Regions from separate parts of the Gossypium arboreum genome. Here region 1 is linked to region 2. A link is a contact called in public Hi-C data. All regions are on one chromosome and are shown on one strand. Each heading gives the region's core, a stretch centred on a gene start, on an enhancer-like site or on the middle of the called end of the contact. The rest is flanking DNA. Distances are from core to core; before and after follow the strand shown.

The links. A called contact is a pair of places that touch in the nucleus more often than the background predicts.
Region 1: a contact with region 2 is called in a Hi-C map of leaf, with 4 times the contacts expected there. The contact joins the promoter of LOC108460900 here to the promoter of LOC108466030 in region 2. A contact is called at or near these places in 2 of 5 Hi-C or Micro-C datasets (both in leaf).

Annotation. Positions count from the first base shown.
Region 1 is chr4:24,666,015-24,673,342 of ASM2569848v2, forward strand. It overlaps LOC108460900 (probable adenylate kinase 7, mitochondrial), which reads left to right and starts at 3,224. Exons shown (of 4, transcript XM_017760597.2): 1 at 3,224-3,709; 2 at 3,971-4,099; 3 at 4,210-4,365; 4 at 4,505-4,905. The coding sequence starts at 3,356. The coding sequence ends at 4,663. It overlaps LOC108460899 (probable inactive leucine-rich repeat receptor-like protein kinase At3g03770), which reads right to left. Exons shown (of 8, transcript XM_017760596.2): 2 at 6,700-7,328; 3 at 6,425-6,558; 4 at 6,004-6,247; 5 at 5,675-5,886; 6 at 5,572-5,597; 7 at 5,355-5,466; 8 at 4,863-5,179. The coding sequence ends at 4,955.
Region 2 is chr4:24,476,782-24,483,360 of ASM2569848v2, forward strand. LOC108466030 (calcium-binding protein CML38-like) reads right to left here and starts at 4,940. Exons shown (of 1, transcript XM_017766400.2): 1 at 4,086-4,940. The coding sequence starts at 4,550. The coding sequence ends at 4,128. LOC108459921 (protein LYK2) reads left to right here. Exons shown (of 2, transcript XM_053027169.1): 1 at 1-64; 2 at 145-2,236. The coding sequence starts at 53. The coding sequence ends at 2,082.

The DNA.
Region 1 (7,328 bases), core at 1,974-4,473, 190 kb after region 2:
GACTAATTCTAGAGCTCTATGGGTACAAATTTTACAAGCAAAGTGTAGAGTGGCTGTGGGAATACCAGAAAATCTATCCCGTAGTAGAAGCTTTTTCTTGTGGAAAGCCTTTACTAAGGTTTGGCCTCTTATATGGGAAAATTTGATTTGGTCTGTGGGGGATGGGAGAAGTATTAGGTGTTGGCATGATGTTGAAAGAGGCTACTCGCTGATGTTGAAAAAGTTCGTCGGGTTTTGGGGCATAGTTCAGCTTATGGAGTCTATGGACATATTTCTGAAGATGTGTTACATGTTTTAAGAGACTGTCTGGTAACGACTGATATTTTGAAGCTTTTGATTCCCATTGATTGACTTAACAAGTTTTACTCTAGCAACTTACAAGAATGGATAATATCCAACTTGCATAACCAGTATGATATCTGCTTTGGGGAGGTTAATTGGGAATGTCTTTTCGGGATTATCATCTGGCGTATCTGGAAGAATCGTAACCTCTTTATTTTTCAGAATACGTCATGTAGTAGTTTTGATACAATCTGAACCTCGTATAGTTGGGCCAAACATGTTTTGAAGACTGATCAAAGTTATTTGAATACGGAGAGGAAGATGACATTGTAATCTAATTTTCCAGAGGGTTGGGTATTTTTAAATACTGATGGTTCCGTTAGGCTTGAGGATGACTCTGTCGCAACAAGGGGGGTTGTGAAAGACCGTAATAGGGAATGTATCATTGGCTATAACAGGTTTCTTAGTAGTTGTTCAATATTTGAGGCCGAATTGTGGGGCTTATTGGATGGTCTAAATATCCTTATTGATCGTGGTTTGGATAACATGATGATTCAGATTGATAGTTTTGAAGTAGTGGTGGCCATTCAAGAGAATTTTACAGAGGAATCCAATACGACTCTAATTGGAAGGAATTTTCAACTATTGTCTCAGGTTTCTCATTGGAATATTTTTTATATGCCCAGAGTAGGTAATCAAGAAGTTGATAGACTTGTCAAGGTGGCTCACTCGGGAAGTCAAGATTTGCGAAAGTTTGGAAGATCCCCGTTTGGGTAGTTAGGCCAGTTGGTGTAGTTTTTTTTATAATTTTCTATTTTTTACAAAAAAAAAAACAATTTAATCAAATTACTTAGTAGTACTAACTATTTGGTCAAATTTTTTATAAAAATAATCTAAAAATTTTGATTAATTATAAAAAGAACCTACTTTTTTTTAATACGTAAATAACCCGAAATAAATAGTGAAAGTTAGTGGAGCCAAAGAGATTGGCGCCATCTACTTGCCACGTCAGCCAATCATTGGTTATTAAGATTAAAAATCAATTTTTTTGGTGAAACCAATCTATTTGATGCCACCTATATAAATACTAGTCCAATACCAATATTTCTAAACATTTCAGGGGTTAAAAAATAAATAATAATGGTGAAGTCATAAAGAATGGCGTCACCACTTTAATATATCATATTTTTTTTATATATAGTGATTGATTTTTTTAAAATTTAAAATTAAAATTAGTACTTTATTTGGTGGAGACATAGAGAATGGCACCATCACTTGACTTTTTATTTTTAGTTTTTCTTTTTATTAAAGGTGGTGGCGTCATTCTCTATGGCTTTACCAAAATAATTAATAATTTTAGTTTTAAATTAAAACTAAAAATAAAAAGCCTAAAGGTGGTGGCACCATTTTTTATGGCTCCACCAAATAAAATACTAATTTTAGTTCTAGGGTTCGTTTGTTTACATGTAAAAAAATTTGCGGAAAATATTTTTGTATTTTCTTGTGTTTGTTTCACAGAAAACAGTTTGGTCAACGAAAAATAATTTACAGGTCAACGTAAAATAATCCCTTTTTCCTATAAAATGACTTGCTGTTTTGAAAAGCGTAATTCATTTTCCGAAAAAGAGCTCATTTGGAGGTAATTTTATTTTTATATAAAATTAACTTAAATCAAACTTAATATTATTATATTAATAATAATTTTATTTTTAAAAATATTTAAAAATATTAATATATTAATATAAAATATTATATTTTTAATATTATTAAACATATATATTTAATTATTTATATATATTTAGTCATATAATAAATTATTAATATAATTAATATAATTTATTAATTTAATAAATTATTTAATATTTTAATTTTATTTTAATAATAAATTTTAAAAATAATAATTTTAAATAATATTCTTCCCATATTATTGCAAATATTCAATATTAATATTTTAATAATAAATATTTTGTAGTATAAAGGTTAAAATCATCATAAGTCTATATACTATTCACAAATTTACAATTTAGTCTTTGTACTTTTATTTTCAAGAATTTAGTCCTCTGCTTTTTAAATTTGAAAATCAAGTCCAATTGTTGACATTGTTAAAAATTTTTACCAATTTTGTCGATGTCACATTTTAAATAAAAATACTCACTTGACAGTCATGTAACTAAAAATGACATTGTAATGAACTTAAATTTAACAAAATATTTTTAATATATGTAAAAAATGTAAAATATAAATTTATAAATATAAAATAAACTCGATTAAATAATGAAAAGATAAGAAAATCTCAAATGTATGTTTGTTTCATTAAAAACAACTTTTATGAATTATTTTTAAGAATTCTATCAAACAACAGAAAATATTTTACACAGATTCATCCAAACACTAGAAAATATTAACTTTTCCAAGAGAGTAAGTCATTTTTCGAAAATCATTTTCGGTGAAACAAATAGACTTTTAAATTAAAAAAAATCAATCACACCATTTTCAGTGAAACAAACACACCTTTAAATTTTAAAAAAAAAAACAATCATTATAAAAAAAGTCTGACATATTAAAGTCTACCGCTATTATTTATTTTTTGGCCCTCGAAATATTCAAAAATGTTGATATTAGACTGGTACTTATATATGTGGCGCTAAATAAATTGACTTCATCCAAAAAATTAATTTTTAAATCTTAACCGCCAATGATTGGCTAACATGACAAGTGAGTTATGTCAATCGTTTTTACTTCACTAATTTTTACTATTCATTTCATATAATTTACGTGCATAATAAAAAAAAAAAGCCATTTTTATAATAATAATAAATTTCAAGTTATTTTTATAAAAAAACCCAGTTGGTCCGACTTGTAAAATTATAAAAATATATATAAAATAATATTAAATTTTAAATTTAAATATAGTAGAGGATCAAAACTAAAATTTAACCATGTTCAAAATTAACGGGCACGTGTAGTTGTCACTGTGTGGATTTCTCTATTACAAATGAAGAATGAAACCTCTTCTTTTTCGTTAGCCCTCTCCAACATTTCCTTTTTGTTTCCTTAAAACCCTAACGCCTCCATGGCATGGCTACCCAAACTCCGAGTTGCCAGCGCCTCTGTTGCTTCATCCGCCGTCAACCCACTCCGACGTTGGATCCGAGATATCGGATCAGCCGCTGCGTTGGAGCTCGACTACGACTATGACTACTACGAGTATGAGCGAGCTCCCCGGGATAGGCGCCTGCCTCAGCAGAAGCTTGATGTGGATGGTTCAGTGCCGGAGAGGGGAGTCCAGTGGGTGCTTATAGGGGAGCCTGGAGTGAAACGCCATGCTTATGCCGAGAGGCTTTCCAAGCTTCTAGGAATCCCTCATATTTCAATGGGTTCCCTTATTAGACAAGAGCTTGATCCTTACTCCTCTCTTTACAAACAGGTCTTTTTTTTCTTTAATCTCTGCTAATTGAAATTTATTCCTTTGTTATTTTCTAGAAAAAGATATTGTTTCTTTAAAGGTTTGAATGGTAATTGGTTTTAAAGGTACCCTCTGTTATGGAAAAACATTGGTTTTGGTGTGCAAAAAATTGCTAAGAAATTCGGAGATAGTCTGGTTAATGAGCTTTTACAAGTGTTCACGCTGATTATTACAACTTTTTAAAATATATAATGTAGTCAAAAATATTAATTTGGTCTTTAGGTCGTAAATGCTGTGAATGAAGGGAAGCTTGTTCCAGAGGATGTAGTTTTTGCTTTACTGTCTAAGCGACTTGAAGAAGGTGAAAATGGTTTCATTCTCGATGGAATTCCTCGCACCAGGCTCCAGGCTGTAAGTCATCTATGATTTTGATATTACAATTGTGGTTCTAAGATTTTTTAAAGCTGAATGAAACATTCTACAATAGGTTCTGTCACTAATTATGTTTTTACTTTTTACAGGAAATTCTTGATCAAATTGTTGATATTGATTTGGTTGTGAACTTTAAATGTTCTGAAGAGTACATGAAGATGAGTTCAGAAAGTGAGCTTCTTCACATTGGCAACTCCAAAGGTGTAGAAAGTTCCTTGAAGAAACTCCGTGTATACTCAGAGCAGGTAATTATTGTTTGATATGGTTGTTGTCTAATGACAACCTATCATGGTTATCGTTGTTAGGGAGCCAGTGTATGATTCTTTGAGTTGGATCATGGAAGGTGGAATGTATCTTCTAAACCAATGCTCTTGATCTTCACAGGCCAAGTCAGTGGAGGATTACTACAGTAAGCAAAAGAAGCTTCTCAACTTTCGGCTTGCTGGTGCAACAGGCGATGCATGGCAAGGCCTTTTGGCTGCACTACATCTCCAGTATTCGCCTATTAATGCTCTCAGCTCTTCACCAAAGCTGACAGCTTAAACATCGTTATTTTTCAGATCAAGTGGTCAATTTGATATTCCGGCGTGGTAGTAAATATGTACGTGTGGCGAACACCCAAGTTGGTGATTTGCCTCGAATTTTTGTTTCCCATTTGTGAGTTACTATGCAATATAAAAGTATGTAATGCAGTTTTGGCCGAAGATAAAAGAGTGGAGATGATCATTGGCCTGTATGACCATTTATGATATAATGAATTCATTGTCATTTTTTGTCGTGAATAAGATCTTTTCTTATAGAAATGAACAATCGAACATCAGGTGTATCACTAAACTATGATGTAGAATCAGATTTCTGATCAGCATCAGCTGTCGCTTGAACTTGAGCTGCATACTGCAAGTTCCAAAGAACATCCTCGAAAGACGGCCGAGATGATGGTTCTGGACATGTACATTTGCGTGTAATAGATACAATGATCGATAACGACTCTTGTGAGCTAGTCATTAACACAGCTGGATCCACAATTCGCTTTCGGCCATCCTGGCTGCCAAAGGATGCCTGTGATATGTAATACAAGATATTTAGAAGTAATACCTTTCTCCAATTCTGAAGGAAAAAAGAAACAACAGAAAGTTCCAAAACTGAACACACTTTGACTGTGCATTTGACTAGCCATTATCATTGTGGTAAAGTTGTGTTAATGGACTTCATAGGTGAAAAATAAGTTCCTTACCATTTCATTTAAAAGAAATGTTTCTCCTTTTCCACTCACTATAGGCCCAACAAGAGACTCTAGTAATATAAATCCGAAGTTGTAAACATCATCCTCTAAAGTTTGCCTTTGGCTGCAACAAAAATTTAAATTAGAATGTTTGAGGGGCATGTCCATCCTTTTATGTAAAGATGGAAGTCCAATTTCATTCATGGTTGCAAGCTGAAAGTATGGATACCTAGACTTTAAGCCCCCTCCCTTAGCCTGCAGAAGAACAAAATGTTTCAGGGTAGTCACTCTAGACCATGAAATCTTTTCCTATGCATAGCTAGAAAACATACCTCTAGTTTTTCATTGTCCTCCAAGATGATAGACATCCCATAGTCACACAGCTTGGCAATTCGATGCTCGTCCAGCAATATATTATTGGTCTTCAATCGGTTATTATAAACACCGGGAATAACCCCAGTATGAAGGAAATGTACAGCCTTGGCTACATCAATTAGAATTGCTAATCTATCCGACCACTTAAGAATCTTCTCTGGACAACTTTCTGCACTTTGTTTTTCCAGATTGTGGTTTTCAAAGCTCAAAATCCATTAGTATACATTATAGGTATGCAATGTTTATGTACAAATATAATTTTGAGTTCAAAAGTTTCAACACTGACCTGACAGATGCATACGATAATTCCCATTAGGCACATACTCATATACAAGGAAGACTTTGTTTGCAAAGGGATCATCTTGTACACCACCATCAATGCAGTGCCCCAAAAGGCTTACTAAATGAGGATGATGAAGCTTTGAGAAGAAATCAAGCCTAACTTTAAGGTTTTGAATTGAATATCTCTTCAGTAAATTCAAAGATCGAACGGCAACATAGGTTCCATTCTCCAATCTTCCTTTGTATAGCTGAGAAAGAGAAATAAATGTAAGTCAGATATGTCATTGGTGATCTCACTGACCAAGGCAAAACTTCAAGGATATGGTGTTGGTGCCAAGGTTCCATTCAATTCTGGAAACTACTTGATTGACAAAACAAAGTCATCTAAATTTGATAAGTTCTTCAGTTTTGACTTTTGAGGATACCTTCCCAGCAGGGCTTTCACCCATAAACATTGATGAATCGAAATTATTTGTGGCTTCCTCCAACTCTTCTGAGGAAAACAGTCGAGATACCGGAGAACCTTGTGTCCCTAGCTTCATAACTTCAGAAATGAATCCTAGACAAATGATATTGCACAATTAATAATTAACATAGTAACTCAATCTTCACCTTGAAACACTATAAAATAGTGATAGAAATCATGATGAATTCCCTTCTAATAAGTTACTACAATATGAAGTTGACCTTTATTGCTTACTAGCATTTGCAAGAATGTCAGGTGAAACCCCGGTTGTTGGATTCTCCTGAACTGCCTTTTGCTGTATATGAGTTTCGAGAGTTTTCCTTTGGAAGCATCTTCGAGACAGAAAAAGAACCCCAAATGCCAAGATCATCAGAAGAAGAATAGATCCTACTACAATAGCAATTAATAATGCTATTTTTCTTCCACTTTTTCTTGTGTTTGCTTCTTTACAATATGAACTTTGATGTTGTTGATGACCTTCAATGGACAAGCAATTCCCACCACATTTTACTGCTCTCTTGTCTGATGTATTGTCCAAGCAAAAAGGAAGCTTACCAACCAACTTGTTACTAGAAATATCGACAAACCCAAGTTTGCTACCACAAGTTATTTGCTCTGGAAGTGAACCACTCAGCATATTTGATGCCAAATTCAAATAACTGATGTTTGGCAAATCAAACAAGGCAGAGGGGGGTGTCCCACTCAGATGATTGAAAGACAAGTCAAGGTGCTGGAGATGAGTCAATATGCCAACTTGTGCGGGAATTTCACCTGAGAATAAGTTCTTACCAAGAAGAGCAGTAACCAATCCTCGTGGCATGACAGGCAGTTGGGAATCGAATTGATTCTCTCTTACATCCAAC
Region 2 (6,579 bases), core at 3,690-6,189:
GATCCAAAATATTCACTCTCTCGAAGTGAGCTCTTCTTTTGATTGGTCCGTTATGTTGGAGCTGGTATGGCATCTGTAATGAGTAAAATATACTTGATAGCTTTGGTCTTATTAATATGGTTACTTGTCTCTCCACTTGGACAGAACTTGCTTAGCTGTAACGTTACATCTCCAGATGCTTTGGGTTACCGTTGTGGTATAAATGGATCAGAGGATCAATGCGGCACGTTCGTGGTGCTTCGAGCTACATCATACTACTCATCTCTTTCCAATCTGAGCTTTTATTTAGGCTTCAACAGGGTTGCAATTGCTGAAGCTAATGGCTTCTCTGCACAAACTGAGTTTCTACCAAGAGATCAGCCTTTGCTGTTGCCAATTGATTGTAAATGCAACAATGGTTTGTTCCATGCTGATTTAACAAAAACTACAATCAAAGGGGAGAGCTTCTATGGTATTGCTGAATCACTGCAAGGCTTGACAACCTGCAAAGCAATCCAAGACAAGAATCCCGGGGTCTCACCATGGGGTCTTGGTGACAAAGTCCGGTTAGTGGTACCACTAAGATGCGCATGTCCGTCGCCGTCTGAAGTCGCTTTGAAAGCAAGGCTCTTACTTTCTTACCCTGTAAGTCCAGGTGATACAATTTCTAACTTGGCTGCTGCCTTCAATACAACCTCAGAAGCTATAATATCAGCAAATAACAGATCTTTAGAGACCTTTGAACCTGAAAGTTTAGCTACTCTTACATCTCTTTTGATTCCACTTAATGGTGAGCCCCTTCCTCATTTTCCGGAAACCAGCATTCCTATAATTAACCCTCAGAAGAAAAAGCCAAGGATGTGGAAAGTGGGAGTTTATATTGCTGTAAGTGGTGTTGTAATTGGGACTATCATTGCTGTTGCAGCAACCTTCTTGGTGATCCGATTGAAGAGGAAAAAGAAGAAGCAAAACTTAAGCAAGGATGATGATTTGGAACTGCAGCAGCTTAGCTTAAGTGTGCGGACTGCAAGCGAGAAGAAAGTCTCGTTTGCAGGATCTCAGGATGCCGGAGACGGTCGGCTGATAGACAGTGTTACATCTCGTAAGGCGCTACTGGAGTTATATACCATAGAGGAGCTCAGGAAAGCTACCGAGGATTTCAATCCGAGTACTCAGATAGAGGGAAGTGTGTATCATGGTCATCTCAATGGGAAAAGCATGGCAATAAGGCGCACTAGAACAGAAAATATTTCAAAGGTTGAGACTAGATTCTTTACTGATGCAACTCATCACCACCCAAACATAATTAGATTACTCGGAACATGTGTGATTGAGGGCTCCCATTCATTTTTGGTCTTTGAATATGCAAAAAATGGTTCCTTGAAGGATTGGTTACATGGTGGATTGGCAATGAAAAATCAGTTCATAGCCTCATGTTACTGCTTCTTGACATGGAAGCAAAGGCTGAAGATCAGTTTCGATATAGCCGTGGCATTACAGTATATGCATCAAGTTATGAATCCGAGCTATGTTCATAGAAATATCAAGAGCCGAAACATATTCCTGGATGAAGATTTGAATGCAAAGATTGGGAACTTTGGTATGGCAAGGTGTGTTGAAGATGATACAAAATATCCTGATCTTTCAACAAACCCTTCCAGTTGGAGCTTGGGTTATCTAGCTCCTGAATATCTTCACCAAGGTGTTATCTCCCCAGGCATTGACATATTTGCTTATGGGATAGTTTTGCTCGAAATCTTATCGGGACAAACCCCGATAAGCCGACCGGATAAGAAAGGAGGCGGGAACGTTTGGCTTTCGGAGAAAATCAAGGCCATATTACAATCAGAAAGCGCAGATGAATTAAGGGCATGGATGGACAGTGCATTAGGGGAGAATTACTCATTTGATATGGCAGTCACATTGGCAAACCTTGCAAGAGCTTGCACTGAAGAAGACCCTTGTTTGAGACCAAGTGCTGGAGAGATCGTTGACAGGTTATCAAGATCGGTGGAAGAACCAACAGAAGGAGAACACACATTGATCTTCGAAAGCTCTTCCAAACCTCTGGTAAACACATCATCCACAACATCCAATCTGTGAATAATATATAATATAATCTGTTAAAAAAGATCCAAAATAGCTATTATTTTCGAGTCCAGGCTTCATAGCCTCTTGTCCTCTTGATAAGGGTATTGAGATCCCTGTAAATAACTACATATATGTAATTAAAAGAAAACTGAGATTGAACAAATAAGGCAGGTTTAAACTTTGTAGTTTTTGTTTAATTTCTCTGAATTTCCTGATACATAATAAATCATTCAAGTAGTCAACATTTTAGAAAAAGCTTGGAAGATTACATACAATTTACTATAAACTATGAAGCCAAATGGTGGGGAATTCTTCATTGAAGCTTGTGCTGCTTTGACTCATTCAGTCAAAGTTTAGCTAAACTATTGAAATTGGCAGAAACTGAATAATAAAAAAGGTTGCACGCTTGGTAGTGGTATGATTCACATTTCTTGGATCACAATCTGCAAGAAAAAAATATTGGTAACTGATCTATCTAAGATATTCAATATATTTAAGATTGGAATATTCTTTTTTTACTCCAAAACCATTTTGAAGCTTTTGGTGGTTCTATGAATTTGGGGCCAATAATTAAAAGCTTTTTTATGGGTGGGGAGGGACCAAATGCCACAGTATGAAAATTCTTGTAGGGCAAAGTCTCTGGTTCTTCTCCTGTCACATCATGTAGAAATGCGCGATTCTACAGTTTTTTTCCCCTATTTTCTCTTATCGTAAATAGAGGTGATCATGGGCCGGGCCGGGTCCATATAATTTTTTAGGCCCATCTATTAGGCCCGGGCTTAGCCCGGCCCGAAATATGGGCTTAAAATTTTACCCAAACCCGGTCCGAAATAAACTTATTAAGCCCGAACCCTGCCCGGCTCGGCCCATATTAAAATTTTTTTATGTCATTAAATAAAAAAGTTTAAAATATAATAAATCAACTATATTTAAAAACATAAAAATAAATATTAAAACAAATAAAAATAATACTAAAACAATTCTTAAAACAATACACAAATTAATAATATAATAAAAAATAGTTATATTAAAAATTTAAAATAATTAAAAATAAAATAAAAAAATATATATTAATATATAATTTGGGCCGGGTTGGGCCGGACCCGGGCCAAAAAACCCTTACCCGAGGCCCGGCCCGTTTTCTAAACGGGCCTCGTTTTTTTGCCCAAGCCCATTTTCCGGCCTATATTTTACCCAAACCTCCCATTTTTTGGCGGGCCTTGGCCGGCCGAGCCGCTTGACCCATGATCACTCTAATCGTAAAGCTAGTTTGCAATATTATTATTTTATTTTAAAAAATTAGGCTTTAATTGAAAATTTTCTAGATTTATAGATTTTACATAAAAATAAAAATAAAAATGCACTTGTTGTTTTTCAAGAAAAATAAGTTTAAAAAATAAAAATACACTCATAATAATATTTTTTACTTTATAAAAAATTAAAATTTTAATCATTTTTGTGTTTATGACTCCAACTTATTTAGGGATTTAAAATAGATGAACATTTGAACTTAAGTTTTTAATGCACTTATTGCATTATTTTATTTTTGTTTAGCGGATTTTAACTTAATTTTAAAGAGAAATTTTTACAGTTTCATTCTTAAAAGTTTATGAACCCTCTCAATAGGTTTGGTATTAGATTCGAAGTGTCCGTGCTCAATTTTATTCCCTCAAAATTAAAATTGTCTCAACAAAAAGACTAAATAAAGTGGTGTCTAAGTTGCCTATTCAACTCCCGTATGTATTAAGACAAGGGATCAAACACTCCTCTCCGTAAATTTACTCGTAACCTCTCAGAATATTTAAATCAAAAAAATAAAATGTGATAAAAAGATACCTAATTGATGTTCCAATTACTTTGTTGAAGGTATCATATTATTGACATTTAATATAAAAAATCTTAATATCGTTATGTGAAATAAAAATATTTTTAAGAAATCCCAACAAAGAACAAGGAAAGAGAAGAAGAAAGAGATGTGTATATATATATATATATATACATCCAAGCATCATGACTTCAAATTCATCGTTAAGATTATATATGTAAATATGACAAGTTCATAACATCATGACTCTAAATTCATCAAAATTGAGGACTCCATCGCCATTAAGATCAAACTGAGCAATCATGGATTTACATTCCTCTAAAGTTCTAGACTCACCTAATCTACTAAGCATCCTCTTCAAACTCTTTGGCGTAATACACCCACAACCTTCCATCTCATACATCTTGAAAGCCTCTTTCAAATCATTCACTTTCTCTTCCTCTCCTACTTCTTCCACTAACCTAATGAAGTCCTCCAACCCCAACAATCCATCCCCGTCCGTATCCAACACCTCCACCGCCACCTCCGCCTCTTCCCGTGACAGCTCCCCTCCTATCGCCTTCACGCACAGTTGAAGCTCCGCCGGGGATATCTTCCCATCTTTATTCTCATCGAAGTGATTAAATACCCTCTCGTATTCTTGGTGTTTGTCCATTCCAATAATGGGAATCAAGCTCTAAACAAAATGGAGCAACAAGTTGAAGGTTCACATGACATATAAAGCTAGCTTAAACCCCAAAATGTTATATAGTTGGGTTGTAACACAAGCCTAAAATGGGGAATAGGAAAGTGAGGGCAACGTGTGTGTATGTAAATTATACGAAGGGGATGAGCGAAGTGGGCGCCTGGCGTGAGGTGACCACCTTGTAACTTGTCTTTAGGGGCTAAAGAAGACTTTGACCTTTCAACTTCATGCATGGGGATGTTTGAAGGAAAAAGAAAGTGTTAAAGCGGAAATCAAAGGAAGAAAAAAGGAGCGCATTCAGACTAATGGATTGGTAGAGGGAGGGGTTTTTACGGCCAACCATCAAATCAGAACGCCCACAACCCTAATAAATAATTGAAGACTAGTGGTAAATAACCCAGAAAAGGGGCAGAAAGGTTTGACTTTATCAAATTTCCCACCAAGATAGGAGATTAATGGGAGCCTTCAACCATTTCGTCATTATAAATCTGGTAATAAAATTACTTGACCTTCTTTCTTCTTCAGTTTTATACAATAGACCTCAGAATTAAAATTAAAAATCATATTCACTCACTTTATTTGGTAAGAGTATTAATATTATAAGAGTTAAATTTATTATTTTAATAACTAATATTATTATTTTTGATTATTCTCTCCTTAAATCATTTAAGGAATGCTCACCTAAATATCCTCAACTTTACATATTATATAATTTAGTCTTTATTCAAACAAATTCAGGAAATTCATTGTGTGGTTGGGCAAACTCGTATCAGCTGGAAAATCCAAACTATGTCAATTCCCATAAACCGGACATCCCCCATCTTCCAATGCCAGCCTCGTTGAATATCGGTTACCAGTCGCTGATGGCTGCCCCGGTAACAAGTTTTGGCCCGAAGAGAGTCATCGGAGGATCAAACAACAATGTTATTTCTAGACATGTTGCAATACCAAACAGAGAAATAGTAGAGTTTTCCAGAAGAGCCCAGCGACATAGACCCGTAGCGAAGCCATTGTTTCTAGAGATAAAAATCTAGTTTTGAGATGGACTCCATGGGAAATCCGAGAAATTGGATCGGTTTTGCTGGGACAACAATGGCGGAAGGTTTGAGATGAAGAGAGAAAAGTAGGGCTTAGTTTGGATGGGCGGTGTGTTTACTTCCGGTGAGGTTAAAAACAGCGGTGGCGGTGTGATTAGTTACTATAGCGGTGAGATTGGATACTGTAGCGGTGAGATTAGAAACAGCGGTGGAGTGTGTGTTTGGATTCAAACGCAGCTGTAGCGGTGAGGTGAAAATGAAAAATGATTATTAAGGACATCATATTAGAATTGATATATAATAGAAGTTTTTAAATTATTTTACTTATATAAAATTATTAAAATATGTGAATTTATAAATTTATTTAATAAAATATTAAAATGTATCTTTTAATATTTTATTATAAATATTTTAATGAATTATATAATCAATTTAAATTATTTATTAGATAAAATGATAATAATTTTTAATTTTTAATTTTTTATTATATAACCAATGTTTAAAACGAATGAAATCATCAGATTTTCTTCCATATGCTCCATTCTTCCTTTGCCTTCTAAAAATTCTAAGTTCTGTTCTCCATTCTTGACAGTAGCTAAAAGCTTGAACTTCAAGCATTTTTCCTTCATATTTTACCCGGGTATAATACGTTGCTGCTGGTGCTCTGTTTGAAATTCTTACTTTACCCAGTTAAAGTGTGTTGAAACTCCAACATAGATAACAGAATTTGGCCGCCAAATCTGAAAAAAATAACAGATTGATAAAGAAACTTTAAGGATAAAATGGTAAAATAATAAATGGAAGTTCAACCAGTGAGCTTACTGCTGCTGAAAGCTCCAGTTGATTTTTGGGATAGCAGTGTGATAAGAATTGATTTTGGTTGCACTGAAACACTCAACCAAACAGCTTCCCAGTGAGGTTGGGAGTCCAACTGCACCTCACTGGCTTTAAACGGTGAACCA